5 separate regions of the Mus musculus genome follow, and all the other regions are linked to region 4. The links are chromatin contacts, called in public HiChIP or PLAC-seq and promoter capture Hi-C maps. All regions are on one chromosome and are shown on one strand. Each heading gives the region's core, a stretch centred on a gene start, on an enhancer-like site or on the middle of the called end of the contact. The rest is flanking DNA. Distances are from core to core; before and after follow the strand shown.

Evidence for each region. Promoter capture Hi-C pulls out the DNA fragments that hold promoters and counts their contacts. HiChIP or PLAC-seq counts read pairs in DNA pulled down with a chosen protein or histone mark.
Region 1: an H3K4me3 HiChIP or PLAC-seq map of the 230-238 cell line shows a contact between it and region 4, with 11 read pairs. The contact joins the promoter of Pde2a here to the promoter of Relt in region 4. A contact is called at or near these places in 4 of 39 promoter capture datasets (the C10 cell line, liver and pre-B cells), 4 of 115 datasets of contacts at active chromatin or transcription factors (the 230-238 cell line, large pre-B cells, memory CD8 T cells and 1 more) and 1 of 9 other capture datasets (adipose tissue).
Region 2: a contact with region 4 is called in a promoter capture Hi-C map of pre-B cells, with 4 times the contacts expected there. The contact joins the promoter of Pgm2l1 here to the promoter of Relt in region 4. A contact is called at or near these places in 4 of 39 promoter capture datasets (the C10 cell line, liver and pre-B cells), 1 of 484 Hi-C or Micro-C datasets (CD4 T cells) and 1 of 115 datasets of contacts at active chromatin or transcription factors (memory CD8 T cells).
Region 3: an H3K27ac HiChIP or PLAC-seq map of microglia shows a contact between it and region 4, with 5 times the contacts expected there. The contact joins the enhancer-like site here to the promoter of Relt in region 4. A contact is called at or near these places in 1 of 39 promoter capture datasets (pre-B cells), 1 of 484 Hi-C or Micro-C datasets (embryonic stem cells), 7 of 115 datasets of contacts at active chromatin or transcription factors (acute myeloid leukemia, bone marrow-derived dendritic cells, bone marrow-derived macrophages and 4 more) and 3 of 9 other capture datasets (adipose tissue, liver and macrophages).
Region 5: an H3K27ac HiChIP or PLAC-seq map of embryonic stem cells shows a contact between it and region 4, with 5 times the contacts expected there. The contact joins the enhancer-like site here to the promoter of Relt in region 4. A contact is called at or near these places in 4 of 39 promoter capture datasets (the 3T3-L1 cell line, liver and pre-B cells), 1 of 15 datasets of contacts at CTCF or cohesin (large pre-B cells), 1 of 484 Hi-C or Micro-C datasets (CD8 T cells), 2 of 115 datasets of contacts at active chromatin or transcription factors (embryonic stem cells and large pre-B cells) and 1 of 9 other capture datasets (liver).

The regions. Positions count from the first base shown.
Region 1 is chr7:101,449,917-101,452,616 of GRCm38.p6, forward strand. Pde2a (phosphodiesterase 2A, cGMP-stimulated) reads left to right here and starts at 1,336. Exons shown (of 30, transcript NM_001143849.2): 1 at 1,336-1,552. The coding sequence starts at 1,436.
Region 2 is chr7:100,226,302-100,229,001 of GRCm38.p6, forward strand. It overlaps Pgm2l1 (phosphoglucomutase 2-like 1), which reads left to right and starts at 1,306. Exons shown (of 14, transcript NM_027629.3): 1 at 1,306-1,733. The coding sequence starts at 1,623. Gm34877 (a long non-coding RNA gene) reads right to left here and starts at 1,104. Exons shown (of 3, transcript XR_869834.3): 1 at 829-1,104.
Region 3 is chr7:101,388,140-101,390,839 of GRCm38.p6, forward strand. It overlaps Arap1 (ArfGAP with RhoGAP domain, ankyrin repeat and PH domain 1), which reads left to right. Exons shown (of 34, transcript NM_001040111.1): 10 at 1-50; 11 at 475-581; 12 at 1,925-2,124. Among named protein-coding and RNA genes, the nearest start is that of Gm35219, 35 kb to the left of the region's middle. Within about 2 kb of position 1,357, at least 12 of the 459 cell types and tissues checked have an H3K27ac peak or open chromatin away from gene starts, as enhancers often do. A contact at or near this core is called in bone marrow-derived macrophages, macrophages and microglia, where this site is marked.
Region 4 is chr7:100,862,143-100,864,842 of GRCm38.p6, forward strand. It overlaps Relt (RELT tumor necrosis factor receptor), which reads right to left and starts at 1,271. Exons shown (of 11, transcript NM_177073.6): 1 at 1,152-1,271.
Region 5 is chr7:101,499,226-101,501,925 of GRCm38.p6, forward strand. It overlaps Pde2a (phosphodiesterase 2A, cGMP-stimulated), which reads left to right. Exons shown (of 30, transcript NM_001143849.2): 6 at 1,163-1,222; 7 at 1,752-1,893; 8 at 2,385-2,437; 9 at 2,629-2,700. Among named protein-coding and RNA genes, the nearest start is that of Mir139, 25 kb to the left of the region's middle. Within about 2 kb of position 1,361, at least 29 of the 459 cell types and tissues checked have an H3K27ac peak or open chromatin away from gene starts, as enhancers often do.

The sequences.
Region 1 (2,700 bases), core at 86-2,585, 590 kb after region 4:
CTGGAAGCTGTAAGCTCAGCTAGGAGGGGGAAAAATCCTTGTGTGGAAGATCACCCCTTGAGCTACTGGGACAGCTAGGACACTTCCAAGCCTGTGCCAGGTGCTGGGACCGTGTCCAGCACTGGGCTCAGTGACTCAACACTGGGGAAATTGCTCCCCAGGGGGAAAGGGCCCAAATGAATCACATCTATGAGGCAAGGAGCAGGGGGCTCACTGAGTCACCTTCCAAGGGCTGGGGGGAGAGGGAAGTACAGGAAGAGGGGCAGTAGCGCAGAAAGGAGAACCAGGGAAAGTCACAGTGAGGGCTGTCAGGAGTCTGTCTGTCTCACCATCATTCCAAGTTTTTGTCTTCTGGCAGCCCTGTGGGACAACTGACACCCAATGGGAAGGGGATCAAGCTAAAGTTACACTGGCAAAATCCAGGAAGACCCAAATTCACCATTTGATATAGACTCGTCCTGTGCCTTAGCCCATCTTATAGCAAGCAGAGGCTAGAAAACAGGTTGGTCCAGGCAAGGGGTTTGACCCAAGTTACACAAATGTCCCCTCATCCCTCCAGCCATCCCCTACTGGGGTCAGGGTGCACCTTTGCGATAGAACACCAGGGGGCGCAGGAGCGTCACGGCTGCTGCAAGTGCCTGAGCACAGAGGCGGCTCTGCAGAGAAATGCGCTCCCAGCTCTCGGGGTCCCACCGCGGAACTGCGGACTAGATGGCCCTGGGGCTTGCACCCTTTTCAGCCTCCTGGGACGCCGATGAAGGCCTATCTGGTAGCCTTAGGAACCCAGTGCTCTCACCCCACATTTGGGAACGGTGCGCCTGTGTGTGTCAGGGCGCACGTGTCTCCTTCACAGATCTGCTACCGCTTCAGGGCTCGTCCCATTTTGGAGCGACCTCTAAATTTCTCCCTCACTTTCCTCTACCCTCTGTACTGGAAGGAGTGAAAGGACCTCGGGGCTCCCGGACTGTGGCCGCGGCCCCTCTCCCCGCACTGCGCTGGACTCGGCCTCGGGGTTCTGGCCGGGCTACTGAAGTCCAAGTGATGGGGAGAGAATGTGGTGCGACAGTGCGCGGGACTCTGGGAGGGGCCCTACCACATAGGAGGAGTGACAATGGGATAAGCGGAAGGCAGCGAAGGCTGAGAGGCGACCGAGGAGTGGGAGCCCTCGTAGCCGACCCGCTGCAGGAGACTTGAGAGGGTGAAGGCCTGGCAGGGAGCAAGCCGGCCGGGATCGGGTGGGGTCCGATCTTTGGAAGGCGTTGAAGTGCTGTCCCCGGTAGCAGAAACGTAGGCGGGGCCTGGAGGCCTGGGGCGGGACGGGGGCGGGGGCGGGGCGGGACCAGGGCGGACCCTCGCGCGGACCGGCGAAGCTGTTGCGGACGCGCTGACCGAGTGCAGCGGGCCGGGCTGGAGGGGCGGGCGGGCGGCTGCGAGCATGGTCCTGGTGTTGCACCACATCCTCATCGCTGTTGTCCAATTCCTCAGGCGGGGCCAGCAGGTCTTCCTCAAGCCGGACGAGCCGCCGCCGCAGCCATGCGCCGACAGCCTGCAGGTAGGAGGCCCCCCCCCCCCCCATTCTGGGTAACAGGGAGAAGCGGGTGTCCAGGGAGAGCCCGGTGAGGGCCCGGTCTTCTGAAGAGCTTGCAGTCGTCTGCCCCACGGTCTACTCTCTCCTGAACCTTCCTTTAAGAGGGGACCCTTCCCTTAGTTTGGAACCCGTCTTGTACTGAATGGGACTGCAGCCATACCCAGAGGGGGTCCTTGATTCTTCGGCTCATAGTTCAAATGCCCCTCCAGATTCTGACTCTGCTTCGCATCTAGAACTCCTCCATCCCAAGCCCCGAAGTCCTAATCCTCGTTGCCCCCCTCAGCCACATTAACAGCTCTGTATAAACCCGGAGTTCCCTCCTCCCAGGTTAGTCCCACTCCCCTCTCAAACCTCTGGCTCTCTACTGTACATATCAGATTCCAGGCACACCCATATCCCCTAAGCCCCTGGCTGCAGAGAACTTTACCTCATAAGTAGGACCTCACCCCCAAACCTCTATCTTCTATTTTATAAAGTCTTACTCCCCATCCTTACTAATCATCTAGATTCTAGTCACCATCTTCCACCCAACCCAAGGGTCCAACCCCCTTTTAAAACCCAGATTCTCTCTTCTCCTCTGCCAGACTGCCCCCTCCCAGTCCTCATCTTTTACACAGACCTCCAGTCTCCTCCTGTTGCCTCCCAGCCTCTAGATGTGATAGTCCCATATCATTCTTCCAGTTCCCAAATTTCTGAGTGCATCATCCTTTGGCCCCTCTGCTGTTCTCTTGTTTAGTGTGTTGCTCCAGGCTGCCTACCTCTCCTGGTCTGTTCAGCCCTTCAGTTTCTGTAGGTCTCTATCTTTGTGCTAGGGTCTTTCTGTGACCATGCCTTCCCTACATGTCTGCCTCTACTTTGGGTCGTGGGGGAACCGGCTCAGAAGACAGGGCTGGAGCCTCTAGGACCTCCACCTGTGCCTGTGTTCTCAGGTATGGCATAGGATGGACTCAAGTCCAAGGGCTTAAACATGGAGAACGTTGCCCTCAGGGTGCCCAAAATATATGGTGGGTAGGGATCGTGAGGTGGGACACTGGTATTTATAACTTATACATGATATCTCCTTATCCCAGCTGTCCTGGTAGTGACTGGGGCAGTTGGGTTTGGGGATAGAG
Region 2 (2,700 bases), core at 56-2,555, 640 kb before region 4:
ATGCTAGTAGTTTGGATTTTATTAGAACAAATGATGTCTTTAAAAAATAAAAGGAATACTTTGGATTTATTATGTCTTTTATCTTTGAGCCTCAAAACACTCTAAAACTATTTCTTCAATTACTGTACTGTCATGCTATAAATATTATATAATCCTTACAAGAGCAAAAGGCTGATGAGGAAGAGTTTTAATATACTTGGTCAAGTCACACCAAGAAGGTATTTGGCACAGTGTGGTGGTGCACACCTGGAATTCCAGCACTCAAGAGTTCAATTTCAGCCTGGCGTATATTATGTTCAAGGCTAGCCAAAGCCATAGAGGAGACCCTGTCTCAAAAACAGAGAAAGCAGAGTGGTCCATATACAAGACTTCAGTATTTCTCTGGCCTCAAGTAATGAGACCTGAAAGGCGCACATTTATAGAAGAAAGAAAGTGAAGGTGTTCATTTCTTTTTTCCTCTGTATTCCTACTTGTTCATGAATTTTATGATGTTTGTACATTCTTAAAATAGGGTTAAATGCTGACCCATCATCTGACAACCTTCTTATCTATTTTCCAGACATTATATTCTCTCTACCTCTATTCCGCGGCTACAACTGAACAAAAACAACTGCCAGCTGAGGTAACATAACAGACTGAAACCCGCATTCATTTCTCAGGAACGCTACTGCTCAGAAAATTCGGTTTGCCTTTCAGTTCCTTCTGTGTAAAGTGGGAAAGGAATATACATACAACCTACCACACAGGATGAATGAAATGACAAAAAACGACTCGTAAACTTTCAAGTACAAATAGATACCGTTGTTCCTTACGTCATTCCTTTTTTACCTTAAAGCAGGAGACCACCACTGCACAACATAAGTAAGAAGCGTCAGGGAACAGGTGGTGCTTTTTCTCTCCGAGGGAAGGGAAAGGCAACGGGTGTACAGAACTCGGGGAACCGGGGAAAACTACAACTCCCGTGAGGCGTCACGCGCGCCACTTTGGGCTCCCAAGCGAGACCAAGCCCTGAGGCGAAGAGGGTGGGGCCTGCGCGCGCCGGGGACTCTCCTAGTGAGTGCAGAGGCGGGCTGCTTGAGACGACGGGGACACCAGGTGGAGGCGCACGTGCGAGTGCGGGGCGGGTGATAAGGGAAAGACAGCTGAGGAACGGCATTAAAAAAACAAAGCCAGCTGTGCACTGTCGCCTCAGCGGACAGCAAACGCTGCAGCGGAGGTGCGGGGCGCGCGCTCCCGGGCTCGCGCCTCATGCCTCGGGCACTCGGACGGGCCGGGGCGGGCGGGGGCGGCGCGGGCGGCGCGGGGGCGGGGCCTAAGGCGGCGCGGGCGAAGGCGGCGACCCAGACATCTGGGACTGTTGTTGTTCTCTCGCCTCACGCCCGCCTCAGTCAGTTCGAGCTGAGATCCGGAGCTAGTCTGCTGGGAGGCGGCTGTCCTGTCTCCGCCCTCTCTCCGGGTTCGCTGGAGCTGCGGCAGGAGCTGGCGCGGACTGAACAGCTCGCGGTTGGTCTCCGATGCCCTTCGTCAAGGAGGGGGTTTCTGGACCCTGGTGAGCGCACCTAGAGCCCCCCTGACTCAGTGTCTTCGCCCGCCCCTCGGGCCCGCAAACCCGTGTGTCTACCATGGCTGAGAACGCAGATGATGACCTGAACTCTAACCTGCTCCACGCCCCCTACCTCACTGGGGACCCCCAGCTAGACACGGCCATCGGGCAGTGGCTGCGTTGGGACAAGGTGGGTACCTGGTCACCCCGGCATCTGTCCCCTCTTTCTGCTCACCCTCGCACAGTCCACCCTTTCCGGTACCCACCCAGGGCTCTGGAGGCTCCAGGGGAGATGGCTCCAGCCAGCGCAGGGCTAGTGGAGTTGGGCGATGCCTCTCACCTATGCAGGGGCTGCTTTCCCCGGCGGGCTGGGCTGGGCAGGGACGACTGCAGTCTCTTTCTTTTGTGGTAGGCTACACCGCAGTCCCGCTTCCTCCCTTGCTGCCCCTTCCCTTCCAGTGAGTATCATCTCTCATGGTCAAAATACTTCGTCCTCATTCTCATCGTTGTAAGTTATCCTCTGTGTACTATGCATCCATCACCTTTCCTCTTTCTCCTTTGACTTCCTTCTCTGCAGAACCAGAAAGTGGCTTCTGGTTCTTGAACGTTACTAACCACTCACTATGTTGCTCTGCTGTGTTTCCACCCTCTGTCACTAGGTAATCGCTGGCTAGGTATTCGCTAGTCTATTTCACTCTTATTTTCTGGTATCACCTTTTGCTATTAAATGTGACAAGGGTTCTCCTCTTATTTCATTCCTCTGCCGGCAGTTATTTATTGGAAGTATCCTGTTCAAAAAATTGTCATGGACATCTAGAATAGTCTAGTTGTACTGATAGAATTTGCACCATTCTCAAATCTTAAAAGGCAGATTCTGATCAGATATTTAGGAATTGCTTAGGAATTTCAGAATTGCTGATGCCATCGTTTCTTCTCTCTCCCTCCCCTTGTGCAGGTATATAGGGTGGGTTGGTGAAAGCTAGAATTAAAATGCATCCTTTTCACTTGTAAACGAGGCTCTTGGAGGCTTTTTCAGAGGGTGGGATGATAATCCCAGTGTTTGTTTTCTCAAGTGCATATGATACAGCTGCTAAAACAAAAAAGGCAGCACATTTAAAACTGAATTAAGGGGTTTGTATGGAGGTATGTGAGATTTT
Region 3 (2,700 bases), core at 107-2,606, 530 kb after region 4:
TTTACGTGGCTGTGACTGGGGACAAAGTACAGCTCTATAAGAATCTGGAGGTATGAAGGGCTCTACCAGGCCACTGAGGTCTCCCTGTCCCGTACTCATCCGTCCTCTTACCTGCCCTGCTCCTGTCCACCTGGTCTCTCCCTGGTCCTGCTTAGGATCTAAGTCCAGTACTTTCCCTTCCAGCCTTTTCTGCACTGGGACAGCATCTCCCCTCTTCTCTCCTGCCTGCCTGTGCCTCATCTCCATCCTGTCCCTGAACAGCACCCCCCCCCCACGTCCTGTTTCACTCACTCCTATGCCTCCCCTACTGTCATCCCCGTTGCTCTAGTCCAGACTGCTGTCCTGGCTCAGATTCCCGCCCTTCCTCCTTCTTAGGCTCTTTCCACTCCCTAGGGACGACTTCCCTATCCCTTGTCCTGCACCTGAAGCCCTGTTGTCAGCCTTTGCCTTCCTCCCTTCCCACCCACCCATCAGGAATTCCATCTGGGCATTGGTATCACCTTTATCGACATGAATGTGGGCAATGTCAAGGAAGTGGATCGGCGCAGCTTTGACCTCACTACCCCCTACCGCATCTTCAGGTGAGCCCCTGCTCCACCTTCAGCTCATGGGCAGTCAATCCTCTTGGTATTTTTTTCTCCCTTCCATTGCTCACCCACCTGCCTTAGTCTGCCAGACGTCTTCATCCCTCTCCATCTGTTCTGGCCAGCTCTGTTCTCTTTGCCCACCACGCTGTTTATGAGGTGTCCCACCAGCACCTGCAACCCTCCATGGCCTGGGACCCAGGGAACGTCTGCAGTGCCACCCTGCCATCCCCGACTCCGAGCTGTGGGTTCTCCAGCAGAACTTGCTTGTGCTCAAAGCACGTGGGCCTGTTGTCCCTTGAACATCTCCCCATGGCCCTTCTCTGCCTCATGTGGCTTGACACAGTTTACCTCCTTTGCACTCTGCCTTGTCTGTTTCTTCTCTGTGTCTGTCGCCATTCAGGCCCTCTGGTCTCCGTCTCAGTACTCTGGTTGCCAGTCTCAGGGCCTTCACTCTATCCATACTTATATCAGGGTAGTGACCTTTGATCTCAAGAGCTAAGTGGGTGTTTGTCCATCCTCCCATTCGAAATATCCTATGACTTTGGCCCTATAGTTCTTTGCCATAGTCCTTAGTGACCACAAATGCTGCAGCCAGACACTTTAGGGTTTCCCTTTCTGTCAGCTGCAGAAGCCACTGTGCTTCCTGATTACTGTCATTGTCACCAACTTGAAGGAGGCTGATAGAGGTTCAGCAGAAAGGGCTTCCACCGCTTGGGACCACGGGTTTACTGCAGCGGGGTGAGCGTGCTTGTTGCTTATCTGAGGCCCTGGCAGCTTTCGAGTTCCTCTCCTGGCTGTCCTGGTGGAGGCCATCTTCAGCCCCTCTCTTACTCATGGCCGTTACCTCTTGGTCACTCCCATGTGACTTGCAGTTGGTGGTGACAGCAGCAGACAAAGAGCCAGGGGAGTTTTGTAGGAAGGAAGACAATTCTGCATTTGCTGTCTAGATGGAGCTTCCCACTTGAAGAGTCTTTCTGCCTCTGCTGCTGAGTGCTGTTAAAGGCATGTGCTGCTACACTGGGTGCTCACTAATGGACTTCTTTCCGGGATGGAGTAAGGAGGTTGAGGGTGGAGATGGCACACACCTTTATACTCTCTCTCTTCCGTCTGTATATACCCTTGACTGGTGCCCCACTGTCCTAAGGGTGCCCTGTGCCTGCTCTGCCTCTCAGGCCTGTCCCTGCCTGTCTCTCATCATCTCCTCTGCCAGTCTGTTTTCTCTCTAGTTTTCTTGCTCCCTTTGTTGGTTGTTTCCCAACAGTCTTAGGATGACACCTCCTCCCGACCCTCAAATCCCTCCAAACCCTTTCCCACCGGTTCTACTTATGTGTCCCTAGCTTCTCGGCTGATTCAGAGTTAGAGAAGGAACAGTGGCTGGAGGCCATGCAGGGAGCCATCGCAGAGGCCCTATCTACCTCAGAGGTGGCTGAGCGCATCTGGGCCGCAGCCCCCAACAGGTTCTGTGCCGACTGTGGGGCCGCCCAGCCTGACTGGGCCTCCATCAACCTCTGCGTTGTCATCTGCAAGCGCTGTGCAGGTGGGTATGTGTGCAGCAGGTTGGCCGTTGGGCAGCAGGCAGTCTGCTGGGCAGATCCTACAGCCCTTATATCTAACGGTGTGTCAGCATTATTGGCTGTTCTCTTGGGAGAACCTTAGGTCCTCAATTCATGGTTATACTCTCTCCACAGGGATGGGGACACACAAAGAGGGAAAATGCATTTTATTCAGGGCTATCTGGCAAGTAAGTGAGCTCAGATCAGAGCCCAGGCTGTTGGAATCTGATGTCCCTGTCACATCAGAACCATGCAGGAGGCCAGGCCCACCAGGGCTCTTCATGCTGAGAGAAGAGCCAGTGTTTTGTCCAGAGGGGATATAAGACAAGGGACCCAGGGACATACTCAGCGCTGTGGGCCAGACTCTGGCTTATGGGCAGAAGCTGGGATTGGAGACTCCCATCCAGGAATGGGAGTGGAAGCACTGAACCTTCCAGATGGTCTGAAAGTCACACATATGAAAGCCTCCATGGTAACATGGCTGAGGAGCATGGGAATGGAAAACCATGGGGCCCAAGGTGCAGTCATCTATTGACTCAAGCCCTAAGGGCCCAGCATGT
Region 4 (2,700 bases), core at 21-2,520:
TGGAGAAGACTGACCCAAAAACAATAGAGGATCCCAAAGTGATGATTCACAGGCTATTCACACCTCTCTGCAGACTGGGAGACTGAGGCTTAGCAGGGGTAGATCTGATCACAAAACAGAATACACAGTGCCTTGCTAGATGTTGGGGACTTCAGTGTGTGTGTGTGTGTGTGTGTGTGTGTGTGTGTGTGTGTGTGAGCGTGGAGTGGAGTGGAGACTGAGACCACCTCAGGTCTTCTCTGTGCCAGAGGGGCTAGCCCACCCAATTCTGGCTTCCTCTGCTAGGTCATGTCTGCGTGCAAACTCACTAAACTGAACTCTAAGGGTGTCTTGGAGAGAGATCTTTATTCCCTAGACTCCTGATCTTCCTTGGCCCCTCAAACACTGGAAGGTGTCAGGTTCCTCCTTGTCTTACTCTATCCTAGGCAGGCAGGCAGGCAGACAGTCTCTCTCTCTCTCTCTCTCTCTCTCTCTCTCTCTCTCTCTCTCTCTCTCTCTCCTCCCTCCCCCCCCACCCCGTCCCACATGCACCCTATGACCCCGTGATTCAGGGCTTGCTTAAGTTATTTAGGGTTCCTCTGTTCTACCTTATACTCACAACTAGCCCGGGTCACACTACAGGCCGGCCACACACAGTGACCCCAGTGACCTGGGGTCTCTCACATACACAATCACACACACTCTGCCTGCCTCACACACAGAGCCCCTCTGTGTCGCCCGCTAGGCTCGGCGTCACCGCCCAGTGTCCCAGCCACACGTTCGCCCGGGCCAGGCCGCCTCATGCGCCGTGTCACCCACAGTCACTGGCTGACACCGTTCAGAACACCCCCCCCCTTCCCGGCCGCCCCGCGCTGCAGCCGCACCGAGGCGCCGCCGTCCCGTCCCGCAGCCGGCCTTTGGTGTCAGTCCAAGTTTCCCGGGCTCCCCCGACCCCTTGCACGCCAAGTTCCGCTGCTTCCTCTCGCGCACCTTCTGACAGACTGCGCCGCGCGCGGTGCCGGGAGGACGCGCAGCCCGGGGGCTCCGGGACGCGTAGACAGCACCAGGATGGGACGGGACTGGGCAGGAGAGCGGGGCTGACGCATCCGCCGCTCAGGAGAACTTCCTCGGAGCAGCGGAGCGGGGCTGAGGGCCGTGCGCACCCTCCTTACCTGGCCCGCAGCACCAGCTTCGCTCAGCGTCCGACGCGGCGCCGGGGCCCCGCTAGGCGAGCGCTCGGGGCCGGCCGCGCAGCCTGCGCGCCTTTTGAATGAATCGCCGGCCTGGCCGGGAAGCTGCGCGGCCCCTCCCCTCGCGTCACGGCTTCTGGCCCCGCCCCCGACGTCAGAGCTCCGACTTGCGGCCCCTAACCCCGAGCCCCTCTGCGGGCCAAGGGCTCACGATTCTCCCGCCAGGCCACGCTGCTCCGCATCGCCACCTCTTGAGCCTCCTAGGAACTGCAGGGGCTACGACTAGGATGTTCTTCAGATGCATCCCTTGGGGCGCATCAGGGAGGCGCGGCCGTGTGTGTGTGTGTGTGTGTGTGTGTGTGTGTGTGTGTGTGTGTGTGTGTGTGTGTGTGTGTGTGTGTGTGTGTGTGTGTGTGTGTGTGTGTGTGTGTGTGTGTGTGTGTGTGTATGTGTGGTGTGTGTGTGTGTGTGTGTGCGCATGCATCCCTTGGGGCGCATCAGGGAGGCGCGGCCGTGTGTGTGTGTGTGTGTGTGTGTGTGTGTGTGTGTGTGTGTGTGTATGTGTGGTGTGTGTGTGTGTGTGTGTGCGCGCGCGTGCGGGCGTGTGTGTGTGTGTGTGTGTGTGTGTGGTGTGTGTGTGTGTGTGCGCGCGCGCGTGCGGGCGTGTGTGTGTGTGTGTGTGTGTGTGTGTGTGTGCTCCGAACCAAGAAATCTGGGCTTGTGTGATGCAGCGAAAAGGTGCTTGAGACATGAATGCTACTCAGATCCTGTCACCATTGCCTGTGTAACTAGGGCCACAGCTGCCACTGCCTGGGAATAGTCTTTGGAATTGGTTGTGGGTAAGAGCACCCTCAGTGTCTTGGATGAGACCCAAGCTGGTTTCTAGAATCCCCCACCTAGCTAATAAGAGAGACTATAAGGAATGCTCACCTGGTGAATTCCTTTGGAACCTGGCCTAAATACCCCTTCCTTCAGGGTAGCTGGTTCCTCCCCCAAGTAGGTATGACAATGACAATCCTCTCCCCTAACACCAGCGGTCCCACTCTTCTATCACCAATGCCAGCCATCGCAGTGTCCAGTGGAGGACAGGAGAAGTAACGGACTGGGAGGCCAGGATTTGGGAGGCAGAGGCAGGAAGCTCCTGAGTTCCAAGCCAGCCTGGGCTACATATGGAGACATTGTTTCACAAGCAAGCAAACACAAAAAGAGTGACCAACACTATGAGACATCGTTGTAGAAGCCAGGCAGTAAGTAACCATTGCACTCTTGCAATGGTTATAAACTGGGCCCGTGTGTGGTATGGTGCGGTGGTAGTAGCAGTAGTGGTGCGGTGGCACTAGCAGTAGCACATCTCAGCTCCCACAGCCTTCTCTTCCGTTACCTTCCCACTCCCCCAGCATCATTCAAAGAATCTAAGGTGGCCAGGAGAGCAGGATGAGATGAAACTCGGACAGCACAGAGGAGCCCAGTGCGGGAGACAGAGGCCTGGCTGGAATCAGGATAATCACAGCTCACGGAAGAGGTTGAGGAA
Region 5 (2,700 bases), core at 111-2,610, 640 kb after region 4:
CCCCCAGATCCCATTCCCTCTAAGAGTCACAGTCTGTCTATGTACCCCGACCCCCTCAGGTATAAGGTCCCACACCCCCTTCCACGCGTACCCCGACTCATCCCGCTCCTGGCCAGCCTGTGAGCTTCCTGCTGGTCTCCTCCTCCTCATCTGTTCCTGGCAGGGGACCCAGCGCAGGGAGGCAGGCAGGGGCTGCTGGGTGAGGGAAGCAGGATGAAGCCCACACCCCCTGCGAGCACTGTGGGAGCCCCACAGGTGGCGAACAGCTTTGAGTAAGCTAAGGAAGTTGAGACAGCAGGTGGGGAGGAAGCCTTGTTGGCGGGCCACCATGGGTCCCTAGGCTGTCATCTCTGCTTTTTTCCATCCCCGTTTCTCCACATTTCCCTCTTAAACACCCAAGAGTGCTAGAGGAAGAGCATGAAAGATGGCTGAAGTGAGCCCTGGTGACTAACTAGCACAGGGACACAGGACAGGGGAGGATAACCGCGTGGTAAGAATGAATCTAGAGAGTCAACATGGAAGCGGGAAGGGGAGGGGTGGATAGAGATGTCCTAACGCTGCTACTTTCTGCTTGATGATTTTCGGAAGGTCCCCCACCTCTGGCCTCCCTGGCTCATCTGTAAGGGGAAGATTGCATCTCCCCATGGTGAGAACCATGTGTAAGGCAAAAAGCACTCCCTCCCTCAGCCCATTCATCTGTGCACAGCTTCCTGGCAGGTGTCAGTCATGCCTGGGCTCCCTTCTTTAACCCCAGATGTAAGGGCAACTCAAACCCCACTCAGAACGGATGGAGCTGGAGGCTAAAGCCAATTCCACAAATCCTCTAATCAGGGCCTGAAGCGCTCCGTGTGTGGACGATGGAGAAGGGTCTGAGGTCCGCCTTCCTGACTCTGTATACCTGGACTGGGCTGTCTGTGGCACAGTTTGCTCCAGGAACGGAACAGTAAGCGTGGAAAGTGATGGGACAGACAGGAAAGTTCCACTCTTATCACCTGCCCTGGACGTCTTCCTTGGGAAAGTCACCTTCAGAGCTAGCTGCCTGGCTTACATGGAGGTCATAGACTGTATTGGTGGCAACTGGTGTTGAGCTGGCCACGGGAGGACATGCAAGTGAAGACAGACTGGGGAAGGTCACATCTGGTCGCTTCTCCCTTCTCTCCAGGTGCACTGTGGCCAGCTGAGTGACAGTGAGGAACAGAGCTTGCAGGTGGTAGAGAAGCACGTGAGTCGGGTAGGATCGTGGTAACACAGGGGCTGCTGAGGATCCTTACCAGAGCTTGTAGGAAAGACGATCTGGCCAGAGAGCTGGACAGGCCTGGCTTCTGGTTCCAGCGTGACCACCTTGAGCAAGCAGTTTCACAACTGAAGATGGGGTAACATAGCGCTAACTTAGCTGGGTTAGTGATGAGTCAAAGACCCTGTGTATAACTGAGGCTCTTTTCTGCCTAATGTTTCAGGAGTCTGTGATCTTAATCAGGGTGGTGTTAGACAGGAAATCTGATCCTCTTTTGAAGAGTCTGCGAGCGGGGGTCCGGGGGCAGCTATACTTAGCCGTGGAAGAAGCGAGGCTCTAAGGACAGTGGGAGCTCCTAGGAAGTGGAGGGACCAGCGGGTTGAATTGTTTGGAACCAGAACAGGGATAGGCAATGAACATTATGGGGGACCCAAGAGGGATTTGTTTGAGCTAAGGAGGGGAGTCAGGTAGTGACACTGAACGGCAAGGTCATGCTGACCACTCGGCCGTCCCCTAGGCTCTGGTAGCCCTGCGGAGGGTGCAGGCCCTGCAGCAGCGCAGGCCTGAAGCTGTTCAGAACACGTCAGTGGATGCCTCTGAAGATCAAAAGGATGAGAAGGGGTACACCGACCATGACCGAAAGATCCTGCAACTGTGTGGTGAGGGCCAAACTCGGGCAGGTCTATAGGATAGGGTCGATCCTGGAGGGGCAGGGCCAGGTCTCTGGAGTGGGCGGGACCTGAGAGGTGAGTTATAACACAAGGCAGAACCCAGATAACACTTGGAAAGCATGTGGGTGTTCTGGGTGGTCTTGTGGAGCCTGAGGCGAGGTAGGGGCGGAGCCTGAGAGTCAGGGGTGGAGCCTTAAGCAAGGCAGGGGTGGAGCCTGAGGAGAAGCAGGGGTGGAGCCTGAGGAGAGGCAGGGGTGGAGCCTGAGGAGAGATGGGGCGGAGCCTGAGGAGAGACAGGGGCGGAGCCTGAGGAGAGACAGGGGCGGTGCCTGAGGAGAGGCAGGGGTGGAGCCTGAGGAGAGACAGGGGTGGAGCCTGAGGAGAGACAGGGGCGGAGCCTGAGGAGAGGCAGGGGTGGAGCCTGGAAGCAGCCCCCAGGCAAGGCAGAGCCCTCTCTGATTTCAGCCTTGTTCTTGCAGGGGAACTCTTTGACTTGGATGCTACTTCTCTGCAGCTCAAAGTCCTTCAATATGTGAGTCCCTGAGCATCTATCTCCTCTTCCACCCTCTCTCTCTCCAAAGACCAACAGACCCTTGACCCCATCACCTCTGTTCAGATTGGGACACCCCACCCTCTCTTCTCTTCTACAATCCTGAAAAACCCAGAGAGGCTAGCGGGTGTTCCAGCCCCGCCCTCAGCCTGGCTCTGTCTGTCCCCCTGCAGCTGCAGCAGGAGACACAGGCCACTCACTGCTGCCTCCTGCTGGTGTCGGAGGACAATCTACAGCTTTCCTGC